Regions from separate parts of the Sus scrofa genome. Here region 1 is linked to region 2. Evidence: chromatin contacts called from public HiChIP or PLAC-seq data. All regions are on one chromosome and are shown on one strand. The core of a region is the stretch at or near the end of the contact, and the rest is flanking DNA. Distances in the headings are between cores, read along the strand shown.

Region 1 (5,571 bases), core at 821-3,320, 600 kb before region 2:
CAGAGAAGGCACACAGGTTTATAGGAAAGCATAAAATCATTGAAAGCCTGTTTTGGGGGCAGTGTCTCACTCATGCTTTGGATGTTATGGCCCTTTTATTTGTTTCTACCAAGAGTAATACTTCTCACAAATGTCTGGACAGTTCTAAAATTAGGTTTTTAGACCTGCATAAAAAGCTCTAGATGCCTATGTGATACATAATAGTGTTAAAGTTTAAATTAAGAAATTGAAAATATGTGGAAGACATTGAGCCAGTGTCACTTCTTACAATTTCTGGGTATCAAAATCACTCTGATAGTGGAGGCACCAGAACTGAGAGCCAAATTCTTTTCTCTTCTAAACAGACTTGTACGGAAAAACATTATTAACTTCCAGGTGTGCACTGGTGTCTCTGGACACCTGGTTAAATCCAGGATTTGGTTTTCAGTCACTCTATCACACTGGGATTCACTCCAATTTGTATCTATAGCTCTTTGAATTATTGCTTTTTTTAAAATTGGGCATTTTCCTGCAGTTTAGATCTTTACCTTCTATATATACAGAAAGAAGCATCTCTAAAACAATAATGAATGACGTGTAATTTGTTTTATGGTATACAGAAGCTCTCATAATATACTTGGCTTCATCTGGGTCTCAAAAGAAGGTTGAGAGATAGGAATAGTTATAATAACCAAGGCTCAGATAGGTTATTTGTCCAAGGTTACACAGCTAATAAGTGCCAGACCTCAAACCTAGTTGTTTTCACTCCAGAGTCTGTGCAGGGCTACATACTGATTAATAGTTTCGTGATGCCAAGCTCGGGTGCTTTTGCTTTAAAGAGCCACTCAGGTGTTAGCCTATAAATCACTAGGGAAAAGAAACAGGATTCTGTCATTCTTTGGGAATGGTGCTTCAGTACCTTTGTGTGCTGTGTGCTCTCCAGGATAAAGAGAATTCCAGCTGGACTCACCACAAGACAATAATTCCTATGAATTTTCTAGGAATGAAAATTTAAAAAAAAAAGTCTTTACTTTCAGCACTGTATTTTTTTTTTTTTTTGTATTTATGCAGTGCCTGCAAAAAGCAAGTAACCTGAAATAAGTGAGCCTTAGAATCGCAGAGTCTTAACAAAGCTGTTTTTCTCTGCGTTAGTGGAGGAGTGCCTGTTACAGAGTTAAATCTGTTTAGGCAGGCTCATGGCTCCATGGGCTAGGCAGCCGCACAGGCTTTTCCATGTGATTTTGTCAGCTATGATCTGGGGCTAGGTCATTCCCATCCTTGTGCTTAATAGTGCCAGTGGGCAATAAGAAAGCCTGTTCAATCACTTAATGACTATTAGGACTAATTTATCATTTAGTTTTCAAATTGTGAATAATTTAGCAGACATTAAATATTTTCTGTACCAAACATCCTGTTCAGAAGATACAAGAAAGGGTAAAACTTTCTCCTTGGCATTTGGGAATTCCTCTTGTGGCTCAGTGGGTTATGAACTCAACAGTATCTATGAGGATTCGGGTTCAATCCCTGGCCTTCTTCAGTGAGTTAAGGATCCTGTGCTGCGTGAGCCGTGGTGTAGGTCAAAGATGCGGCTTGGATCCTGTGTTGCTGTGGCTATGGTGTAGGCCAGCAACTACAGTTTTAATGGGACTCCTAGCCTGGGAACTTCCATAAGCCAAGGTTGCAGCCCTAAAATGCAGGAGGAAAAAAAAAAAAGCTTGTCCCTAGTGTTAAAGAGCTTATTGTCTAGTAAATTTGCCACCCATATGAACAATAAATCCTACTACTAATGCCTATTTCTGAGATTTTGAAAAAGAGAAGTTGAAACACTGGGAAGTTATTAAAACCTGGTTGTTTAAAATTACAGGAACGGATGACAGACGTAGGAAAGAGATCTTATATGTCCACCAGGCTGATCTCCGACGCTTGACTACCTTGTTAAATATGATTGCATCATTTCAGGATGAAGGGTAATGCTGATTATTGGCTAATTTTGGCTCACTCTGCTTCATTATCAAGTGCACTTCCTGAGAGCCCTGTGTTTCCTGGTTGAAGTGTGGCTGATGACGTACTTGTAACCAAGGGGCTCGGTTCAGCCCAAGGGCTTCTCTCTGAGTAACAGAGAGCAGGCCAAGTAAACAAGCACTTGGCTGTGCTGTGTCTACGGGAAGGAATGCAAAGATTAATTCACCGGCCCTAATATCTTTAATCCAATGATCCACAAACAAAACAATGCCATTTGGATTTCAGTAACGGTAATGGCACAACAGTTGTTGACTTCTATTAGTGTGTAATTAACCCTGTAGTGTGTCAAGATGACAGTAGTAATTTTCTGTTCATTCAGGAATGTCGACAGACCTCAGTTTTCTAACCAGTCTTGTTATATCCTTCGAATGCTTTGATGTTTAATGTCAACATTTATGATCACATTGACAGCTAACAGTGATAGCTGTACTTACGACGTTTCACAGAGCATTTATTTGTTTATTTTATCCTCAAAGGGTTTCAAGTTCAAAGCAAAGCTGCAGTGTGGGATTTGGAGATGGCAATGGTGGGGGTTGGGGGGTAGTGAGGGGAGAGATGGGTAGTCAGTCCATCAAGCCAGTGCTTCCAGATTTAGGACTCTCTCATCTGGCTTGTGTGGCTGTCATTCCAAAGATGATTTGAATCAGCCTACCGTGCTTCCTTACATGAAGCCTGTCCTGAATGATCCAGTTATCTCTCTCTCTGTCAGGTCCTTTCTAATCTACACCTGTCAATTTCTGAGTTTTCCAGAGCATTGTTGCAACTTTCGTCACTGTCATGGGCCTGTCATGTCCACATTAATATGTGCTCCAAGCCACTTCCAGAGCACAGAATGCTGTAGTTACAGGGTCTTATAGGAATATGTGCCTTCAGTACACGGGGACCTCTCTTCCCAGGGTTCCTTCTCTCCTGGCCTCGAGCTCTCACACCATGGTGGACCTCATGAGGTACCCCAGGTACCATGTTCCCTGTTGTAGCTCTTCCATGCAGGAAAAAGACCAAGCCTGCCTCATGCTCTACCTGTGGTACCTTTCAGTGCCATCCTCAAAACTCAAAGCCACTAAAGTAAGGCAGAGGCCACAGGTCCTAGCTAGGCTGCAAGACGGCATGGCATGTCTTTTCTTTCCCTCTTGGTTTTCCAAAAGCTTGGGGCCTCACACAAATAGGTGATGAATTTCCGAAGTCTCTATCTGAACCCTCAGCAGCCCATACTGTTCCGAGGAGGCCAGAGAGTTGTTTTTATTAGTAATGGCCCCAGTGTTCACCAATGTGTAATACACAATTAGTAGTCATCGAATGGAGTGGAAGTTATTGGCCTTTAAGGCCTTAATTGAACCTCTCTTTGTGTTCAGAGCACTGGTTCATATATCAATGTAAAGTTTGTCAAATTCTTGAAAACTTTTGGGATCATTTGATAAAAATGAGCAGAGATGGTAGCTCAAATTGTTTTCTGGGTAATAGATCTTGTTTAGGCTTTTTTCCCTAGTGCAGCTTGAAAACCACCTGACAGTAATTAAATTATTCTAACATCTCACTCCCACCTCCCACATACGTTTTCCCCTTTTGTTTTGTTATTTGGTGGTGTGTGCAATTATCTCCTTTTAAGAAACAAGCATAGCCACCCACAACTACACGTGCTAACTGTGAATCTGAACTTGTGGCAATGAGAAGGAGGCATCCTTTTCCCTTTTTCTCACAGGTTGTAAACTGGTTATTCACATTTTCTTTGATGAGAATTTTAAACACCGAGCTCTGTCTTCATAAGCACATACAGCAGATGGTTAGGAATGCTGTGCGATAAGGAAAGCTGGCCGATTTCTTTAGTTATTTTTACCTCCTGAACACATTCCAAAGAAATGCAATGGCATATTTTAGGGCGTGTCTCTACAAGACCTCTCTCCTTAAATATGAATCTAATTTGCTGATGTGTTCACTTTAAGATGGATTCATTTGGGGGATGTCTCCTCTGTAAGTGATCTTGTAGCATTTTCATATAAAATTAGACTTCTGTTGAAAGCTCTCCTGGGTGTTGCTGCCTAGGAATTAACCCAGCTGTTCCTTCTTTTCACTCAGGCAGACTCTGAGACAGGAGGAAATGAAGCACGATGTTTAGATGACCTCTAATGACCTTTATGCGCATTATCTGTGTGATGAGATAATCTGCATAGTGGAAGAAAGAAGTTTCCAGGTCACTGATGTGCTCTGTGAACTAACTTCACCATTCACTAGCTTGGGGGCTTCAGTCATGCTGTTTAGACTCCATGTTTTCCTTGTAAAATGGGATAACCATTGCTACCTCCTTGGATCTGTGAGGATAAAAAGACATTAGGATGGAAAGCCCCCCCCCCAAGAGTGCTTCGTAAAAAATACTGATGCTGGTGGACAAATGATAAAAGAAATAGGAACATATGTCTGGTTTTTTTTCCTGCTGCAGAGACATCGCAAAGATTCTTCCTTTAGGGAGAGTCCTCTGATACCCAGCAATGCTATGGAGAGCTTCTGCTCAATGGAAAATGCTCCTTGAACTTGTATTCTCTCTTACTATGCTCCCTTGTCCCCAGCTATTGCTTTCAGAGAACATGCAGGCTGATAAATTGACTCCAAAGTTGTAGATTCAGCGGAGGTTAGAATAATAGACTATTGGAGTCAGAAGAGAGCTCCCAGAGGGAGTGGTGGTGGTTGTAGTCACAGCAGCAGGAAACCCCCAGGGAAGCAGTGGGATAAAGTTCTGACTGGGAACAGATCACCCACTATTTTGGATTGCCTGAATCATTGGTGGATTCAACAGTCAGTGGGTTGAGTTTTCTTACGGCACATCAGGTTAAGGATTGGGCATTATCACTGCAGCAGCTTGGGTCACTGCCATGGCACAGGTTGGTTCCCTGGCAGGAGAAATACCACCTGCAGCAGGTGCAGCCAAAACAAACAAAACAATCAATGGGTGAAGAGAGTATGCCATTTTACTGTGTCATCACTATTTGCATCCACATAATCATCTCTAGCATTCTGTGTTTTTTGTTTTTTTGTTGTTTTCAAGATATCTAAGCCATGTCATCTCGTGATTTTTATGTGTATTTATGTCATTCGCATAAATGATTTTTAGAATTCTTTGTTTAGATTCACCCATTTACCTATATATTTATATACATATAAAGACAAACTACAATTTTTTGGACCGTGATTTACATTCCTTTTTTTAAAATTTTTAAAATCTTTTTGCCTTTTCTAGGGCTGCTCCCACATGATATGAAAATTCCCAGGCTAGGGGTCTAATCAGAGTTGTAGCCTCCAGCCTACGCCAGAGCCACAGCATTGCAGGATCTGAGCTGGGTCTGCAACCTATACCACAGCTCACAGCAACGCTGGATCCTTAACCCACTGATCAAGGCCAGGGATCGAATCCGCAACCTCATGGTTCCTAGTTGGATTTGTTAACCACTGAGCCATGACCAGAACTCCTGTGATTTATATTCTTTCTAAAGATTTGACCTTGGATTTACTCTGAATATCCAGATAAGGTTTTCAATGACTGGGAACAGATAAATTCATTTTTAATTGTTTCATTTGTAT
Region 2 (4,855 bases), core at 2,347-4,846:
CATTTTATAAATTAAAAACATAAAACAGCTAATGATCTCACAATTACAATATTTGGTAGGAACAAACATCTATGTTCTATTAAAGCGGAAAATTGCAGAGGAGGATATGAGCAAAGCTGTACTACTACCTTCTTGTAGGGATAGGGAGGGAGGGAGCAGAGGTGTGTATTCAAAGATGAGCAACCCTTTCACACATGGTACTTCTCCACCTCCCTGCAAATGCTGTCTACCAGGTACCTGAGGTCACTCCATCCCACTGTGACCTTCTCTTCAAGGGCAATGATGATCATCTTACTACTTGGAATCTGACTCAATGAGCCTTAGCTGAATTTCACAGTTGCCCAACAATTCAGGGGGGATAGGTTTTAGTGTTACCAGTTCCTCTTCCACACAAGAAAAAAATCTCTAGCTATCATCTTAAACATCTGGGGGGTGAGGGCGAGGGGAGGGAATAACCTCATTGTATCTGGATGACTTCTCACACATGTTCCATTAATCTACCACATCAGCTACTCGGTTTGATCCCACTCTGCCTTGGCCGAGTTAATGTTGCGTTGATTTTGATTTATGTGTCCTAATGGTCATTTATGCAGATCATTTTGGTGAGAGAGAAAATAATAACCCAGGGACAAACATTTGATATTCTAGGATTTCATAATGGTTACAAAATCTGCCACCGAGTATCAATACCTTGCTCTAATGCCCGCTTAGTTTCTAAATATACACACTGATATGATAAATACCAAGCAGACAATATTAATGTAAAGTAGATGCAAATGAAAATTGTTGCTGCCGTGAGAAAACTGATGATGAAAATAAAAATGATGATATAATAAGATGTCACCCATGGTCAAAGGCTAATAAAACAAATCTTTTCATTTAAAATCACATAACAGTGTAATCTATTTGGATTTATCTTCAGAATACCAGCAAACAGAGTGGACAATATACTGGTCTTTAGAATTTTAAAAATACATAATTCGATTAACTATTTTGTGTATCTATAGAAAATAAAAATTCCATCCATCACCCACTGAAATTTAGTAGAGGAGAAGTAAGATAAAAATATTTAAAAGAAGATCCAGTAGACATTTCCAATGAAATAAAAAGAAAGAGAAGTTGGGGATGGCAGAGCTGCCCTAGCCTGCAAAGTAGAGCCCTGTCTGTGCAGCTCTGCTTCCATGAAATCCCTCCAAAATGCACTAGATCCAGCCAATCCCCAATCTTTTGTGGAAGGACTAATCACTTACATAAAGACACTCAGATTTCTTATTTGTAAAATGGACTAACAATGCCTGCCCTGTGGGACTGTTGCTAGAAAACCTTAATAAGCATAATTCATTCAAAAATCCTTGTTAATGCCTTCCTGTGGCTGGTGCTGTTCTCAGCCTGGTGGTGAACAAACAGATCAGATGGCTTCTACATTCCAGAGAAGGTGGCTGGGTGAGACCTGCCTTTGTTTGTGAATACAAATAACCTCCCCATACAGTGCCTGCATAGCAGGGCTGGTCTACACTACCCACAGAGAGACCCATAAGGGTTCTTAGCCTGGGGTGACAGCAGTGGAGAGAAAAAATGTCAATACTTAGCAGATGTATTCTGAGTTAGAGTCAGTGGGACTCGCTGATGGATTAGATGCTGGGGGTAAAATCAGAAATGGTCTCAAAAATGACTACTAGGCATTTGTCCTAATAATTAATGAAATAATAATTCAATCTTATTTTAATCCAAGGATTCTGTGTTACTTTATAGTTTTATGATATTTTATCATTTTAAAAGCATTTTGAAACATGTAATGGCATCTGAAATAATTTTTTTTTTTTTGGCTGCACCCATGGCACGTGAAAGTTCCCATAACCTGTGCAGTAGCAGTGAGCCAAGCTGGTGCAGTGAAAATGCTGGATCCTTAACCCACTGTGCCACAAGGGAACTCCAATTTTTTTAGGAAACCATGTCTGGTATAAGGTTAGGAGGCTGGGAAAACAGCCATGTCTCCAATGTTAATGTAAAGTAGGTAACCTTGTACTGATTCCTGAAAATAGACAATTTGCAAAAATCACTTACTTTTTACACCACTATGAAATGTACAGTAATAACCCCATTATGAAGATGAATAAACTGGGGCTCAGATAAGCTAATGCACTTGTTTAGATTTATACAGCCAGTGAGCAATATTAAGATTTTATTCTGGTTCTTCTGAATCTTAGTTCTGCAGTCTTTCCACACGCCAGTCTGCAGATGCTCAGGACCTTCCTCCAGGTCCACAATGGCTTTTCTTCCCCTCTAAAGTAAGAGAATCTATCCTCGGAGGTAACCTAGGAGGTCGGTGGTTACCTTTGGTGGCCTAAGAAGGAGAAAGCAGGGCACTGAAAGAATGGGATATTCTCTCCACCTGGATAGAAGCGGGGGTGGAGGAGGGCAAGGTGAGGCCCTTGGCTCTGAGGAAAACCAGGCCCAGGACAGGTGGAGATGATGGAAAGATGCTGAGAATCTGGGGACACTGTTGTCCCCACAGGGAACCACAGCAGAAGCAATATTGTTGCTTTTCATATCCAGCCCCTGTTACAATAAACTCAATAAACAAAAGCCTTGTGGTCAGATCTTTAAAACAGAGATTATGAAAATACTCCTTCCGTGCCCTATGTTTAAGAACATTGGCTACACCCCACGTGTAAGAGTGCTGCGAGATGCTGAGATCTGAGATCCACATGAAACAAAGGCCTTATGCCGGCTCCGCACCGCTCCGGTTGCTCATGCTGCGAAGGGGTCAGTTTCTTCCTGGTCATTCACCCCCTTAGGGCACCTCTTCCTTTTAGCTCAGATTAGATGTCGTAATAGCTTAAGAGAAAGAACAAGCTTGGACACTTTTAACCTATTTAGAGACATTAAGAGAAATAGCCTATCTGCTTATTATTTCTAGTTTTTAAACAAACAAACAAATAGAACAAAACTGCAGTGTGGGCAGCCAGTGTTATTATTTTGGTGATTCCCTTCCCTCTGTTCTGAGCTGAAATTGTGTGAGGCCAACGTCAAGGGAGGAAATGATTTTAGAGAGTGAAGTTACTACAGAGCAAGGAAAGAAATGGACCCTTCCCTAGGCCAGGTACTCACCCGATTAAAATGTGTGTGAGGAAATTACATGCGAGCATTTTAAGCTAAGGCGGCTGACCTGGTGCCTGTATTTATAACTAAATGGCATGGGGGATGTGAGCTCGTTGAGGAGGGTGGGGACAGGGGCCTCAACTCTGGACTACCTGTCAGTCCCCTCACATTCCACGCCACCCTGCAGAGTGATCATCCCCCGCTCCCCGTCCCCGTGAAAGTAATGAGTCTTTAAAAGGGCCAGAAGGCACAGTTGATGCCAAGTGAAGCTGACTCAGACTGATGGAGACAGAGAAAAGGAGATGCAATTTCATTTCAGGTCTCTGAAAGCTATTTACAAATGAGGGCAAAAGACACTGTAGAAATCATGGGGCACAAGGAACACAGGAGGCGATGTCGCCAAACAGATGACTAAGGTGGAATGGGATCACTTGGTGACACTGACGGAATATTTCTGGTCTGACGGGGAGCCAGCCCAGAGGAACAGAGCTGCTGCCAGCGGTGTCCCCTGGCCTCTCCTCTTGGTAAGTTAAACTAATGGCCACGTCTGGGAGGCATTCCTGTCTTTAAATGTTCTGGGGTCCCAGCTTCAAAGTTTGCTAATGAAGGCTTTGTTCTGGAGGTTCTACACTGGACCCAGAAAGCGTGAGCCTCTGGATTCCAGAAATTTGGTGTGACCCAAGCACGGAGTGTAGTGGGTGCTTTTTTCTGAGCAGCCTCTGAGGGTAAACTGTCCGTCACACTGGGTGGCGGGCGAGCTTCTATGTGTCTGACTGTCTGTGAATACGTGACCATCTGGTTCCAAAAGACTGTTGTCTACCCAGTGAGGGTCACCAGCCCTCTCTCTCCTACTGTTACTTATTAATGTGTTTTCTTAACTCTAAGATGCACTTTTTCCCAGCATAAAATCTCTGAAATTGAGAAGGGTCTTACAATTGACAGGTTAATTCCCAATCCCTTTCTTTAAAGAGGGGAAAATGAGTAAATAGGGTACCATGGCCAATAAAATTGAGACTCTGCCTCCAGCTCCTGAGGCTACAAGGGATGAAGGTGGATAAAGTGAGTAGGAAGAGCAGTGTCCAGGGCTACGTACCAAAGACAAGCAGAGGCCAAGAAGGTGTGGCCTGAAGTCATCTGGGATCAATGGTAATAGTTTTAGAATCCAAAAACTCAGCCCACAATTGTCCCTGTGCTTTTGTTTGCTTTTTCACTTTTGTTTTCCCCATCATAGCTGTACTGAGATGAAAAGGGTCTTTGCCTACAGAAGAGCGGTCATAGGAGCACTTTCCTGGTTACCTTTTTATATCCCTTTTAAAAATACATCAAAACTCTCCTTAAAAGGACACATGCACCCACATGTTCACTGCAGCACTACTCACAATAGCCAAGACATGGAATCAACCCAAATGTCCATCATATATGATTGGATTAGGAAGATGTGGTACATATACACAACGGACTACTACTTGGCCATAAAAAAGAACAAAATAATGCCATTTGCAGCGACATGGATGGAACTAGAGACTCTCATCCTGAGTGAAGTAAGTCAGAAAGAGAAAGACAAATACCATATGACATCACTTACATCTGGGATCTAATATACAGCGCAAAGGAACCTTTCCACAGAAAAGAAAATCATGGACTTGGAGAATAGACTTGTGGTTGCCAAGGGGGAAGGGGAGGGAGTGGGAAGGACAGGGAGCTTGGGGTAAATAGATGCAGAATGTTGCCTTCAGGATGGATTAGCAATGAG

Evidence for each region. HiChIP or PLAC-seq counts read pairs in DNA pulled down with a chosen protein or histone mark.
Region 1: an H3K27ac HiChIP or PLAC-seq map of skeletal muscle shows a contact between it and region 2, with 3 times the contacts expected there. The contact joins two enhancer-like sites. A contact is called at or near these places in 1 of 47 Hi-C or Micro-C datasets (heart right ventricle) and 1 of 2 datasets of contacts at active chromatin or transcription factors (skeletal muscle).

What each region holds. Positions count from the first base shown.
Region 1 is chr11:10,909,495-10,915,065 of Sscrofa11.1, reverse strand. The region is part of intron 7 of LOC102159559 (a long non-coding RNA gene); the gene reads left to right. Among named protein-coding and RNA genes, the nearest start is that of NBEA, 170 kb to the left of the region's middle. Within about 2 kb of position 2,070, at least 24 of the 83 cell types and tissues checked have an H3K27ac peak or open chromatin away from gene starts, as enhancers often do. A contact at or near this core is called in skeletal muscle, where this site is marked.
Region 2 is chr11:10,316,647-10,321,501 of Sscrofa11.1, reverse strand. It overlaps a transcript of RFC3 not described here. Among named protein-coding and RNA genes, the nearest start is that of RFC3, 170 kb to the right of the region's middle. Within about 2 kb of position 3,596, at least 1 of the 83 cell types and tissues checked has an H3K27ac peak or open chromatin away from gene starts, as enhancers often do. A contact at or near this core is called in skeletal muscle, where this site is marked.